Regions from separate parts of the Zea mays genome. Here regions 2 and 3 are each linked to region 1. A link is a contact called in public Hi-C data. All regions are on one chromosome and are shown on one strand. Each heading gives the region's core, a stretch centred on a gene start, on an enhancer-like site or on the middle of the called end of the contact. The rest is flanking DNA. Distances are from core to core; before and after follow the strand shown. Region 1 holds the start of LOC103631673 (probable serine acetyltransferase 2). Region 2 holds the start of LOC100384051. Region 3 has its middle 5.0 kb from the start of LOC115032970.

The links. A called contact is a pair of places that touch in the nucleus more often than the background predicts.
Region 2: a Hi-C map of bundle sheath shows a contact between it and region 1, with 1.8 times the contacts expected there. The contact joins the promoter of LOC100384051 here to the promoter of LOC103631673 in region 1. A contact is called at or near these places in 4 of 25 Hi-C or Micro-C datasets (bundle sheath, ear, endosperm and 1 more).
Region 3: a Hi-C map of endosperm shows a contact between it and region 1, with 1.7 times the contacts expected there. The contact joins the enhancer-like site here to the promoter of LOC103631673 in region 1. A contact is called at or near these places in 2 of 25 Hi-C or Micro-C datasets (endosperm and leaf).

What each region holds. Positions count from the first base shown.
Region 1 is chr1:7,651,435-7,655,754 of Zm-B73-REFERENCE-NAM-5.0, reverse strand. It overlaps LOC103631673 (probable serine acetyltransferase 2), which reads left to right and starts at 2,702. Exons shown (of 11, transcript XR_004852616.1): 1 at 2,702-3,329; 2 at 4,193-4,320.
Region 2 is chr1:7,504,913-7,508,871 of Zm-B73-REFERENCE-NAM-5.0, reverse strand. It overlaps LOC100384051, which reads right to left and starts at 1,748. Exons shown (of 4, transcript NM_001176655.1): 1 at 1,031-1,748; 2 at 68-188. The coding sequence starts at 1,697.
Region 3 is chr1:7,904,649-7,909,130 of Zm-B73-REFERENCE-NAM-5.0, reverse strand. No RefSeq gene overlaps it. Among protein-coding and RNA genes, the nearest start is that of LOC115032970, 5.0 kb to the left of the region's middle. Within about 2 kb of position 2,655, at least 20 of the 20 cell types and tissues checked have an H3K27ac peak or open chromatin away from gene starts, as enhancers often do. A contact at or near this core is called in endosperm and leaf, where this site is marked.

The DNA of each region.
Region 1 (4,320 bases), core at 1,453-3,952:
GATTTTTTTACGCTTGGCTCTAAATTATGAAGTTACCTAGCTATACAATAGTGTGTGTCTTAGAGATGGCAACGGGTACAAACCCGCTGGGTTTTACCGTCCCAAACCTGTACCCGTGAAAAATATCTATGCCCATTAAAAAACCCGTACCCATGACGGGTTTGAGATTTTGCCCAAACCCGTACCCATCGGGTTAACGGGTACCCATGGGTTACCCGCGGGTTTCATCTCCAATATACTTGTTTTTCTCATAATCAATAAGTATCGTAATGATTAATGATATCATGATCCAAAATCTATGTAATGAACAACGAGTTCATGATTTGGTATAAAAATTATTAGTAGAGAGAATGAAATACAAATAATAAGTTGTATAATTAAGTGACCTTGCACTAAGTTATCCATCCACCACATATATAACACTAGTAAAAACTATAATATCAAGCAAGCAACACTCTCACCGACTACTGATACATTCACCAATTGATAAAAAAATATGAAGTAAATAAGGAATAACAAGTTTGTTGTTCGTTTATAAAATAAAATGACAATATGCACTAGGTTTGGTCGGGTTTAAAAAACCCACGGGTTCACGGGTTTGGGTACTATAGGAACAAACCCGTACCCATAAACCCGCTGGGTACAGATTTATTCCCGTTAACAAACCCATGGGTATGAAAATTGACCCAAACCCGTACCCTAATGGGGTAAAAACCCATCGGGTTTCGGGTTTCGGGTACCCATTGCCATCTCTAGTGTGTCTGGTTTCGCTTATAATCCACTTATGGACGAAAATAAGCAGGGTTGTTCCTGACTTTTCAGGGGCCCAGTGCGAAATCCGATATAGAGGACCCATCTACACCCAAACATATATAAAATAATTATATATATATAATATCGAATATTTGACGTATAAAAATTATTATGCACTATTTTAAAGTTTATAAGATAACAAATGTAAAATATAGCAAAAACACTTACTTGGTATCTGATATCGTTAAAATATCTTTTAACATTTTATGATACAAAGTCATCGCTTATATCAATGAGACCAATCTCATCCAATAACTTTTTTTCGATATATAGAATCGCCAAGCCATTTAACCTCTCTTAAGTTATTGTTGACTATAAATAGTTCAAAAAATATTTCAATTTTAAAAGCTTCTCTCTGTCGATGCAACCATCATATGTATAATAAATAGTAATCTCTCTATATTAAAATAGAATTTGTTTTGCTTCTTTAGTGGATTCATCATCATCTAGTTGAATATAAATATAAAAATCAAGAGCTAAAACAAATACTATTTTGAAACGAATGGAGTATTCGATAATTAATTAAGACATTAGTTTAATAATCTAAACGAGAATGATCGATAGCGCATTACACTTTGCGTATTTGTGTCTAGAGTAGATAGGTTTAACAGAAAAAAATGCTAGCGTCCAGTGGCTAAGGGGCCCGGTGCGGCCGCACCAGTGGCACCCCCTAGGTACGGCCCCGAAAATAAGTGAAAATTCTGTTAAATGTCTAAATTATTTCTCGTCTCACACAATCAACAATTCGCTCGCTGAGCTAATATGTGAGAATCGAATACTCGTGAGTATCTTTTATTTTTTTAGAATTTAAGCGTGATGGGGAGAAGCAAAAAAATAAACAGGCACAATATCTCTACTCCAATAAAAACATAAGTTTTTTTTTCTGATTTCTATCGTCGTCCCTTCTATTAAAAAAGTTTTTATACTTCTTTATAATCTAACTTATGGTCTAAATATCTTTATCTTTATATCGCACGAATTTCATCGTCTTGTGTTACGCTCGAAACACATAGATATATTTTTTCTACCCATATCTCGCCTAATAACTAAATACGATAATACTTATCTCTTGCATGCATAGCTAAGCAACAACCACTAGCATTTTCTTCTCATCCTTCATGTTGCATTCTCCCTCATCCAGATTCTTCCACATCATCATAGAGGATTCAGAGGACGTCGAGCAAGCCATCCTGTTGGCCTCTGACTCACCGGTCGTCGAGTATTTATATTTAATTATTGTATGTTAATATTTTACCAAAGATTTATATATCGTCCCAACACACAGTATGTAAAAAAAGTTGTAAAAAAGTTGTGTACTCAGCATGGGATCTAGCCTCTAGGCTGAATACCTTCCTGCTCAGAATTTCCCCACCATCCTCAGGGGGTGTTTGGTTGCTCCTGCTAAAGTTTAGCCCGGGTCACATCAAGCGTTTGACTTTTAAATAGGAGTATGAAATATAGACCCAACCAACTGGACTAGATTCGTCTCGTCTTTTAATTTTCGGCTGACAAATTAGTTTTATAATCCGACTACATTTAATACCCGGAACGGAGGTTCAAACATTCGATGGGACAGAGGCTAAATTTTAGTTTTGGGTAACCAAACACCCCCTCAGTCAGACGGCATGAAGCACGCAGCCCAGGCCCACGCCGGCGCGCCCGTTCCAGCTTCAGCCTCCAGCATGGCAGCATCCACGTCCACGGCCACGAGCGCGCAGCGTTTCCGCGCACCACACCCACACGTTCCGAGCCCCGTCCACCGACCCGCGGACGCCTCGCCACCGTCCGCGCCCGCCGCCCGGGGCCCGGCCGAAAGGCGTAGCAGAGGGCAAAGCAAAGCCGTGGATGCCGTAGGCCCGTTGCAGTCCATTCACGTCCCCCGCCGCCGCCCGGCTCGGTCCCCACCGACCGCCGCAAAATCCCGGCGAAAAGCCGTCACCAGACAGCAAAATACACAAGGCGCCAAAACCCTCACCATAACCGCCCAGCCGGCCGCCCCGAACACGCATCCCCGTACGGCGTCTCCCCGCACTCAGTGGCCGTCTCGGGCTCCCGTCGATTCACTTTGCTCCCAACCGCTCTTTTTTCTACTCCACTGTGTGCGCCTTTGCCTCTTTGCGCTCTCACCTGCCCGCCCGTCCCGCCTGCCTCGCCGCAAGCGCCAAGCGCACGCGCTCGGCTCGCCGCGTCGGGTCGCCGCAGGGCGAACGAAACCCTAGGATCAGGGAGGCTCCGGGCATCGCTGCTCGACCCCCATGACGTCCTGCGGGTGTCTGATGCTCGAGAAGGTGGAGGGCGACGCGTCGGCGAAGACGAGGGTGAAGGCCGCGCCGGGCGCCGGTGCCGGCGCCTGGTGCGGCTCGTGCGCTGGGGACTGGCGGGGCCGGTCAGAGGCCATCTTCCCCATCTACGTGATGGGGAGCTCGCGGGAGAGCACCGTGGCGGCGGCGCGCGGCATAGTCGACTCCCCCGAGGACCCCATATGGGTTGCCGTCAAGGCGGAGGCCAAGTCTGAGGTGAGTATGCTTCCGGACCTCGGTTGGAGTATTTGTTGGAATGGATCGCAGCTTGCGCTTTTGTTTGTGCCATGAAGATGATGAATTAAAGCTATGTTTGTTTTGAGTGGCTTTTAATTGCCATCAGTTTTCTTGGTTTTTTGGGCATCTTTTTAAGAACCCGCTTGACTATATTTTCGTTTCTGGTGGCAACGCGCTAGTATACTACTAGTAACCTAGAGTATTTGATCTTTTTTCCTTCTTTACCTCAACGGTAGAGTGGATTGGTCACGATAATTTATTGGCTAAACTTAGTTGATGTGACAAAAGGAACTGCCTTTAAAACTATTGGTTGGAGTGTGTAATAGTCGTGGTTTCAGCTTATCCATGGAAATCAAGAGGCCAAAAATGGATTGGATTTCAAACTAGGTGAATTATTTTCTAACTATATATGTCCCCATGCCATTGTGTTTGTAACACAACACTAGATAAAACAAAGAATAATTTGCTGGCAACTCAATTTGGATGATGCTGTGATCTGTTTCTGCCAAAAAGTCATGTGAAGTTGCATCTCTTGCATGTATTATGTAGGAAGCTTTGCTCAGTTAAGCTTCAAAAGCAGTAACAAAATCCAGTTCAATGCAACTAACATTAAGCATAACTACAGTCTACTTCAGTTTTATGTCTACCTAATAGATGAAATAACAACCCCTGTATTTTTTTTAAAATATGTAGGAAGCTTGATGTTTTTTTACTCATACTAGTCTAATGCTATACTCTCACGGTCTCACCTCTTTATGCATGGTCATGTTTGTCATAGTTTTACTGTTATATTGGTAAACTGATGGCCGGCAGTGTGATGGACTGATGGTCATGCTCCACAGGCAGAAAAGGAACCTATTTTGAGTAGCTTCTTGTATGCCAGTGTGCTGTCTCATGATTGCCTAGAGCGTGCATTGAGCTTCGTCCTTGCAAATAGGCTTGAAGATCCAACATTGCTTGCTACTCAGCT
Region 2 (3,959 bases), core at 499-2,998, 150 kb after region 1:
AACAACTGTGAGTCGCCGTGCCGTCGCCGATGAAAAGAGACGGCAGAGCTGAAAGACTGGAGCTTACTGCTCGTAGTTGCTCGCGCTGCAGCTGCACTGGATGCAGTCGTCGGCGGTGAGCACGTAGGTGCCGTTCGGGACGAGCAGGTTGTAGTCAGCCGAGGCGTTGCCGACCGATGACTTGCACACTGGAAGCACAGAATTTGCACGAACAGTCAGTACTGACGGGAGACGGGACTGCGAGATCACTTTTGCTATTACCATAGAACAAAAAAGTAAACAGAGGGATAATGAAGCAGTAGTCAAAAAGGATGTGGCCAAGTATCTATGGTAATAGTCAAAAAAGTAAACTGCACGGAGACTTGTGAGCGGTCCTGTGCTAATAGCATGTTCATTAGGGTTCAGACACGGAGTCAGACAATTCGCACGGTGATAGCAACGTATAACAGATTATGAATGAAAAGTTGATCTCTTAGGACGAATATGAGCTGTGGTTTCTTGAATAATTCAAATCGGTGGACTTGTCCTAGCGCGCAGGATGAACCGATAGCGACTTGTCTAAACGCTCCACCACACCGTCCAAGATGGTGGTCTCACTCACCAAGTCTCTGAACAACTGGAGCATCCATGGGGCAACAAACTTGTCAAGCTCACCAAGTCGTCAATAACAGATCTTTCTTTCTTTCTTTTTTAAAAAAAAAAGAGTCTCCAGTCTCCACCCAACCCAAGGGAACCATCGTTGAGTCCAATTGTCTACACAATAGTGGTATGCCATTTGAGACCTGCATTTGATTTGGGCATTTAGCAGACCTATGTCACATAAGAGGAATCTAACAGCTCATCCATATGCTTCCCAGTCTGATATCAAGTCATCTTTCTTCTGTAACTAGAAAAAAAAATCCACCACTTCTATGTCTCGTAGTACGTCCTAAGCAGAGCTACAAGCATTATTCACTCCATCGTCCTCACAATTCACAACTAGGTATGGATTGCGGCGTAAGAAGAGGAAGAGGAAGAGGAAGACGCTTACCAGGGAGGGGGACATCCAGGATCTGCCCCTGCTGCAGGCTGGTCTTGGGGTCGGTGATCTTATTCACACTCAGCAGCGTGGTCTCGGTGACCCCGAACCTGGCGGCGATGCCGGGCGGGTCGTCCCCCTTGGCGACGCTGTAGGCGAAGTGCATGACGTCGGCGCCGTCCACCTGGTCGCAGGTGCAGGGCAGCGGGATCCTGAGCTTCTGCCCGACGACGATGAGGTTGACGTTGGTGATGTTGTTGGCGGTGGCGATCTCCTGGTAGGTGACGAAGCCGCCGAACACCTCCCGCGCGATGTGGTCCAGCCCGTCCAGCGGGTACACCACGTAGAAGGGTCCCCCGTCCGACTGCCCCACGCCGTTGCTCCCGCACCGGCACCGGAACGGCACGCGCACCGTGGCCTTGGCCGCCAGCGGCGTCGAGGCCGGCGTCGTGGCGGGGAGGCCGTTGGCGCCCAGCAGCTCCGCCAGCGTCGTGGTGGCGTTGAACCGCGCCACCAGCTCCCCGTACGTGGTCGCGTTGGGCACCGCGTACCCGATCGCCGACTGGCACGTTTTGCCCACTGTGGCGCAGGTGAAGTTGGCGGCCGAGGCCGGCGCCGCGAGCAGGAGGGCGAGCAGCAGCGCGGCCAAGGAGGCCACGCGGGCGGCGAACGGCGACATGCTAGTGCCTCTGCTCTGCCTGCGCCGCGGCGAGGGAAAAAAGAGGGCTTGGGAGGGAGGTTTGAGTGCTTGTTTGACGGGACGGGACGCGAATGGGCTTAAATGCTCGCAGTGTGGACCCCCTCCGTATGAATGAAAAATGGAGGGACTGCAAAAAAATCATTCATGTGGAGCCCCGGCAGGGAAAATGCGACGAGTTTGTGGTGGATCGAGTGGCCTAGTCGCACTAGTTCCGGGTTCTGATGGGTGTGTATCTATCGGTGATGGCCTGGCCCTGGCCTGGGGCGTCGACCGGCGACCCGGACAGGTTGGCTAGACCTTGGACGCGAGGAAAATGGCCAGAGTTTCCAACGACCCGAGGTGGACTTGTAGACATCACGCGGACGCGCACTGAGCTCAAGCGCGTTCGTTCGTGCTGTGGAAAGCTTTGCCCAGACCACACTGCCTTCAGACCAAGTTGCAAGCACATAGGGGGACAGGGGCAACACACACAACCACGGGCGCCGTTTGATTATTGCATCCACCCAGTTCCCAAGCAAAATATATATATATCCCAGCCAGAGGAAAGGAATGCGTAGCAAAGAATGAGCCAACCAATGAACGCAGGAACGGGGTTCCGTCAACTTCCTACAAAGAATGCTGTTCCCTTACAGGCAAAATCTGGAGCCTATATAGACAGAAAAATCCGTCTGTGCTGGCAGGCCTAATTCACTCAGTCCAGAGGAGAAGGGGGCATGCCCGGCGGAGCGTCCTTCGGCGGCGGCGCGGAGCTGAAGTCGATGGCCGGGAACACGCCGGGTGGCCTCTCCACGGGCTGTATGGACAGCAGCTGCGTCGAGTCTCCGACGACATCGGCCCATCCGTAATGGGGCTCCGCCCTGGTTCAAATGTTTGCAGTCCGGTGACAGTGAGATTCAGAAGCGATTTTAGCGTCGAGGAGACGTTTCAGGGAATCGATCGCCGGAACAGAAAGTCTTACTCGTAGTATGTCTCCTCGTCGACTACCAAGTCCCACCTCTCGCCGGTTGTGCTCTTTCCATACTTGTGGACTTTTCTGAAATCCAGACAGAGATATATGGTTTAGTTTTGAAGTAGCAGAATTAGCGACAGAATAGTCGACTCCAAAACGATTTACTACTAGTATCAATATGTAAGATAAAATCATTTGCATGATGATGCCGGGAAAATTCTGCACTCCGGCCATGTTTGCTTACCCTCTAGATTATATAATACAGCTTAAATAAGTTGAGAGGTAAACAAACAACACAGATTATTCGGTGGATTATGTAATCTAGATACCTTAGATTATGATAATCTATAAGCAGGTCAATCGGTGCTTATATAATCCATAAGCTGGATTATATAATCCTAGAAGGAAACAAACAGGGACTAAAATACACCGATAAGATGTTTGAAAAGTCTGCAGTCTAAATACAGCCCAGGTTCCAGTCAAATAATACGTGCTGTGCTACACCAGAACATTATTATGTCACGTACCCGTTACCAAAGTGTTCTTCTCCCCAGGTTCTTGACCAACCTGAAAGTTTCAACACGAGCGAAGTTATCAGCCTACATATTATTCCAAGCAAAAGATGATACTGCTTTATATCTCCATCATAAAGTAGTGGGGTCCAGCACCATCTCAATGGGATGATAAAAGGCTGTAGCACATTTCAAAAAGTATACATGATATAAAGCTATGTTGATATGCTCTCGCCTAGATTTCAAAACATCTCTGGACATTGGCAAGGTCTTCAAGCGAGACCAACAAGTTATAAGGACTATCATATTCTAGCATAAAATGCAACTACCATTAAAAACATCAAGCGGCAAACCTAAATGTTTTCAGTGATGATGGTCCTACATAGAAAATGATTAGCATATTCTAAAAATGCATTATGTTTTTGCAGTTGGAGGGAGTACCACAGCTTAGTTACTAGCATACATACGAGAACAATGTGGTGCACATACAGTATTTAGTGGTGATGGATCTTACGTTCACCGCCAGGACATACATGCCATGTCTCCCCTTGTCGAGAACCAATTCCTGCAAAGAATTTCTCCTCCCACTTGTCCCCCCATTTGGTGCCTAAGTCTGTCTCTGCCCACTTATCTGTCCTGTTAAGAACATTAATGCAATGCAGATGCTATCAACCACCACTGTCAGTCGAGCAGATAAAGTATATGCAAACCAAAAACAGCTTTCCAATGTCTGAACTGTCGATACAGAATTGAAATAGAGGGCATCAAGTTGTCCCACAG
Region 3 (4,482 bases), core at 1,406-3,905, 250 kb before region 1:
GTGTTTGCCTGGCCTTACAGATTGACACGAGAATATAAGGGTTTAGAGTGGTTCAGGCCACCGGCGTAATACCCTACATCCACTGTGAGTTGTATTATTTGAGAACTTAGGAGTCGTCAGTCTGAGTTTGAATCGACCTCCCTGCTACGAAGTAAGTGATCTCCCTTCTATAATCCAAGGGAGGCATGTTACAAGGGAGTTCAGGACCTGACAGGTGGGCCTATGAGAGTTTACAATATGGAACGAGAAACGCTGGATAGAGCTGACAACGCTAGATCTTCATGAGCGCATATCCCTTCTTGGTTATCGCGCAGACTCGTGACATCCTATCCACCTCCTTCGTCTTAATCGAAGTACGTGTGCATCCTTTGCGGTAGGTTGCGTCGTATTCTGGTACGATGTCGTGCGTAGGTGTGGGCGGTGTCGTTGCGTCTCCTCCATCCATCTCTTCATGCCTCGGTAATGCACAAAGAACATTTGAAATCATAATGAGAGGCGCCCAAATGGCGCACTAGATCAATGCCTTTGCCTCGGTAACGTGCGGGTAACAGTAAAATCCGCACATTGCAGGCCCGACGCGTCGCGTGTATTTAATGCCAGGGATACGCTATCTGTCACTGGCGTGAGCAAGTATGCATCCCATCTGCACTCAATGATGGTGTGCCCTATGTCAGCTCCTTTCGTCAGGCATCGTCCGGTGGCTTACGCTAGGGGCGTCTGGCCACGCGTCGGCACTGGACCTATGTCTGGATAAGGGGTAGGTCAAAGAATAAGCGATGACATGGCATTCATCAGCCTTCTCTGACCATGGTTGATCTCTCCTTGTTTTTATGATCTTCTGGTGCCAATCTAGTGTGACGTGTGAAGAATTTCTCCTTTGTCGCTTCTCGAGTCTGGCTCATGAGATCTTCAAATTGTCTTTGCTCATCGGTTGACAAACTCTCAAGAGTCAGCCTAACGATGTTGTCTTGAGAGTCACCAATGTGATCTTTGGAACCGACCATCATGGTCGATCTAATAGATCTAATTTTCTGTCCTAGCAGAGCCGCCAAAAAATATGTTGGCACCTTTTTGGGCCAAATATTAATGGTAGCGGACCGTCCGCGGAAGGTCAACGGACCATTTGCGATGGCGCAAAGAGCTTCGGGAAGAACCTAGATCCTGCCTTTCAGGAGGGACCCTGACCGCGGGGAGGAAGAATCTTAGGGTTGCCTTGGGATCGACAGGCCATCCAAAGGGTCTCTAGACGACATAGAGTTAAAGAGAGGAGAAGATCGAAGTTGGGAAACTATAACTAGGGCTAAACTATGGCTAGAACTACTCCTAAGGCTAATGCATAAGATAAATGAGATAAAAGTGATTTGTAGATCCATTGTTGGTTTCTTGAATCGGTCGTACCCTTTCAAATATATATAGTAGGTTCGGACCCATTACTAAGCAAAATCAAACAGTTTCTCGCGAGTTATTAGGATAACCCCACAAAAGATAAGAACTCTAGCCTAAATTAATCTATTTACGGATCGTCTCGGGTAACACGTCGGACCATCCGAGCGTGGACCGTCTAGGATAAGGCTGAACCGACCGTCTAGGTGCCAAATCTGATGATCAATATATGTTGATATCGTGAGGTACAATGTTTGAGTCTACTTTACTCTTGGGGTCATATTCACACATGCATGGACTCATATGATATCTCGTGGGTACAAATTATTTGTGTATGTCCTGGAGCGCACGTACTGCCTTGATCGCCGAAGACGAAACATCGAAAATTAAAGTTTGTCCATGTTCACGTGTTTGCATCGGCTTTTATAACCAACTACTGTGCGTGATTAGTGGCTAGTGGCTACAGTGCGCATCTAGCTAGTCCCTGGACCTGTGGACGACAAACATGGGACTACTCTACTTTCTCGGCAGCGAGGCGGCCAAGAAAGGCATCCGGCACTGTGCGTGGGCGCCTCGTTACTGCAGGATGGATGGATGGGTCTATGTACAGTGCGGCGGGGCGTGCGTCTTCAATTGGCGCCGCGCCGGCCGGAGCCGGAGCCGGAGCCGGGCGGACGGACGGACGACGAACGCGAACAAACAGCTGCCTAGTAGCGAGACAAAAAAGAGACAAGGCGACGGCAGGTGGCTGCACCGCCAGGCAGGCGAGCACACGGTGCCCGGTGCACATGCAGGCAGACGCAGGGAGAGGGTCCTCCGGTCCTCCCCTCACCTCGCGGTTGCAGGCCGGGCGCGGCCAAGTTTAATGCGAGGCCGGCCGCGGGAATCTCGTCCTGCCACGCACCGGCCGCTCTGGGCTGGGCGCCTGGGCCCGGCGAGGCGTCCTCCGCTCCGCTCCTCCCGCGCGCGGCGTTAATGCATGCGGCGTGCCTGCCCGGCCGGTCGCGCCACCGTCCCATGCCGTCGTACGCGCGCCGGTCGTCCCCCAGCCCTGTCCCTGCTGTGATTAGCCGGCGGTGCTGCGGCTTGCGTGGTCGAAGACCAACCAGACCCAACCGCCCAAGGCGAGCTGCTGCACGGCTCACGACAGTGGCCAGATCTGATGTGATTGTGATGCCTTCTTGTTTTTTTTTTTGAGCAAAGCCAACCTCCTGGACCGCGCACGGCCCAGTTTATTTCCATAGGTTAGTGTTGTTTGTTTGGGGCCTGCCCAAACTTGGCGATGAGTCTTGGGCCTATGTAGCATTGGACAGATGCAAGGCCCACGCTGAGTGTGTTGTGTTGTGTGGTTTATATTTTATTTTCTGTTTTTAAATTTTTTATTCCAAAAATAAATCGCTGCCAGTTACCTTTTGACTTGGCATTTTTTCTTAAAACCGCCAACTGTTGTCGGCGATTTTAGTTGCGCCAGCTGAATTATCAATGTCATTTTTACCCATGTTCATTAGCTTAGTTGAATTGCTGAACATGTCTTTGTGTTATAAACTTGCTTTAAGACCGTGTCCAACAGTCTATCCATAGTTTACGTAAAACACTATTTTGTACTGTTTGTACACTGTTCGCAGAGTGAAGTTTTATATGTGTATGAGTATGGATAAGCTGCTGGAGATAATTTAAAAGCTTACTCTAGTCTCCTCAACTGTCGACTTCAAACAAAATAGAATCATAAAAAGTATTAATACTTATTATACTGTACGCATCTAATCATATTTGGGAACGTTGCGCTGCGTGTGGCTTCTTATCGTGTTGGACTTGAGTGATTTCTCATGGCCTATCTGTGGTTTAAGAGCCCATTGGGCCCATTGTTTGGCGAAAAGTGGGAGAGAGAGGAATATATCTATACACTTCACACGTGATGCACGACGTACGACACATAAAACTTGTGTTTTAAAGGAGTAGAGACGTGACACACGACACATGAAATTGATGTTGTGAAAGAGTATATAATAAATTTCTAAAATATTATGAAGTCATCTAATTTTAAAACTGATCATAAAAAGTATTAATACTTATTATACTAAACGAATCTAATCATATTTCGAGAAAGATATTTGTACTATATATGTTTAGAGTCATACATGTTATTTTTATACATCTAACTAAATTTAAGATAGTTTAACTTTCACTAGATTTAAAACCGTATTCTTTTTAGTATTAATTATATAATGTTACTTAGCCTTTACAAAATTAGACGTTCAACTTATTTTGATGTCATATAGTGGTATGAAAATAAATTAATTTCTATTTTTTAAATTGAAGTGATATATTTCTAATTAACTACTTTTAGCGGAGAACTAGAAATAAAGCTATCTCCAGCAGCTTATGCATCTCCATATCTATATTCAAACTCTACTCTGCGAACACTCTTGCTGTGTTCTAAAGGACTTCCCTTCTTTGGTATCTTCTCCTCATCTGACTTCTTCGGTTCATCAATTGTCATGGCTTCCATGCCATTATCCGAAGTCATCTCCGGTGTGCCTCTGTCATAGATGCGGGTGTTGAAGTGTCCCTAGAATCTTTTCCCGAAGGCAAAGGAGTACTTAGGCTTGTATCTTCAGTTGACGCAGGCACAATTGCCTTATGCGAATCAGCTTCTTCCGGGGTGGCTGGTGTAACACCTCTGGTGTTAAGCATGCTTATACATCGCCTATGCATCATGAAAAATATCATCATGAGCATCATTAGTTATTCATAACTTGAATCTAATTCATGAATTACTTATCATTTTATGTGGTTTGCAAATGTGCTTGAAATACTAGAAACTTATGTTCTAGAATCTTATGCCATTAAAGAGTAATCGAGTGTGTAGCTAAACCAACCTAAAGTGAACTAGTTTTGTTTGAGGTAGCTTTTCAACTACTTAGCACAAATGATGATGACTTGTTTACTTTATAAGTTATGTGTGTGATCTAGTTTGGGTTTTTGCTTGATAAAGGTGTTACCAAGAACCAAAATAAAAGAGGTAGGTAATTAACATTTTAATATACCACTTTGTTGTGGACCCAAGCTAAGAAGAGATGGCCAAGTGTTGACAAAAAC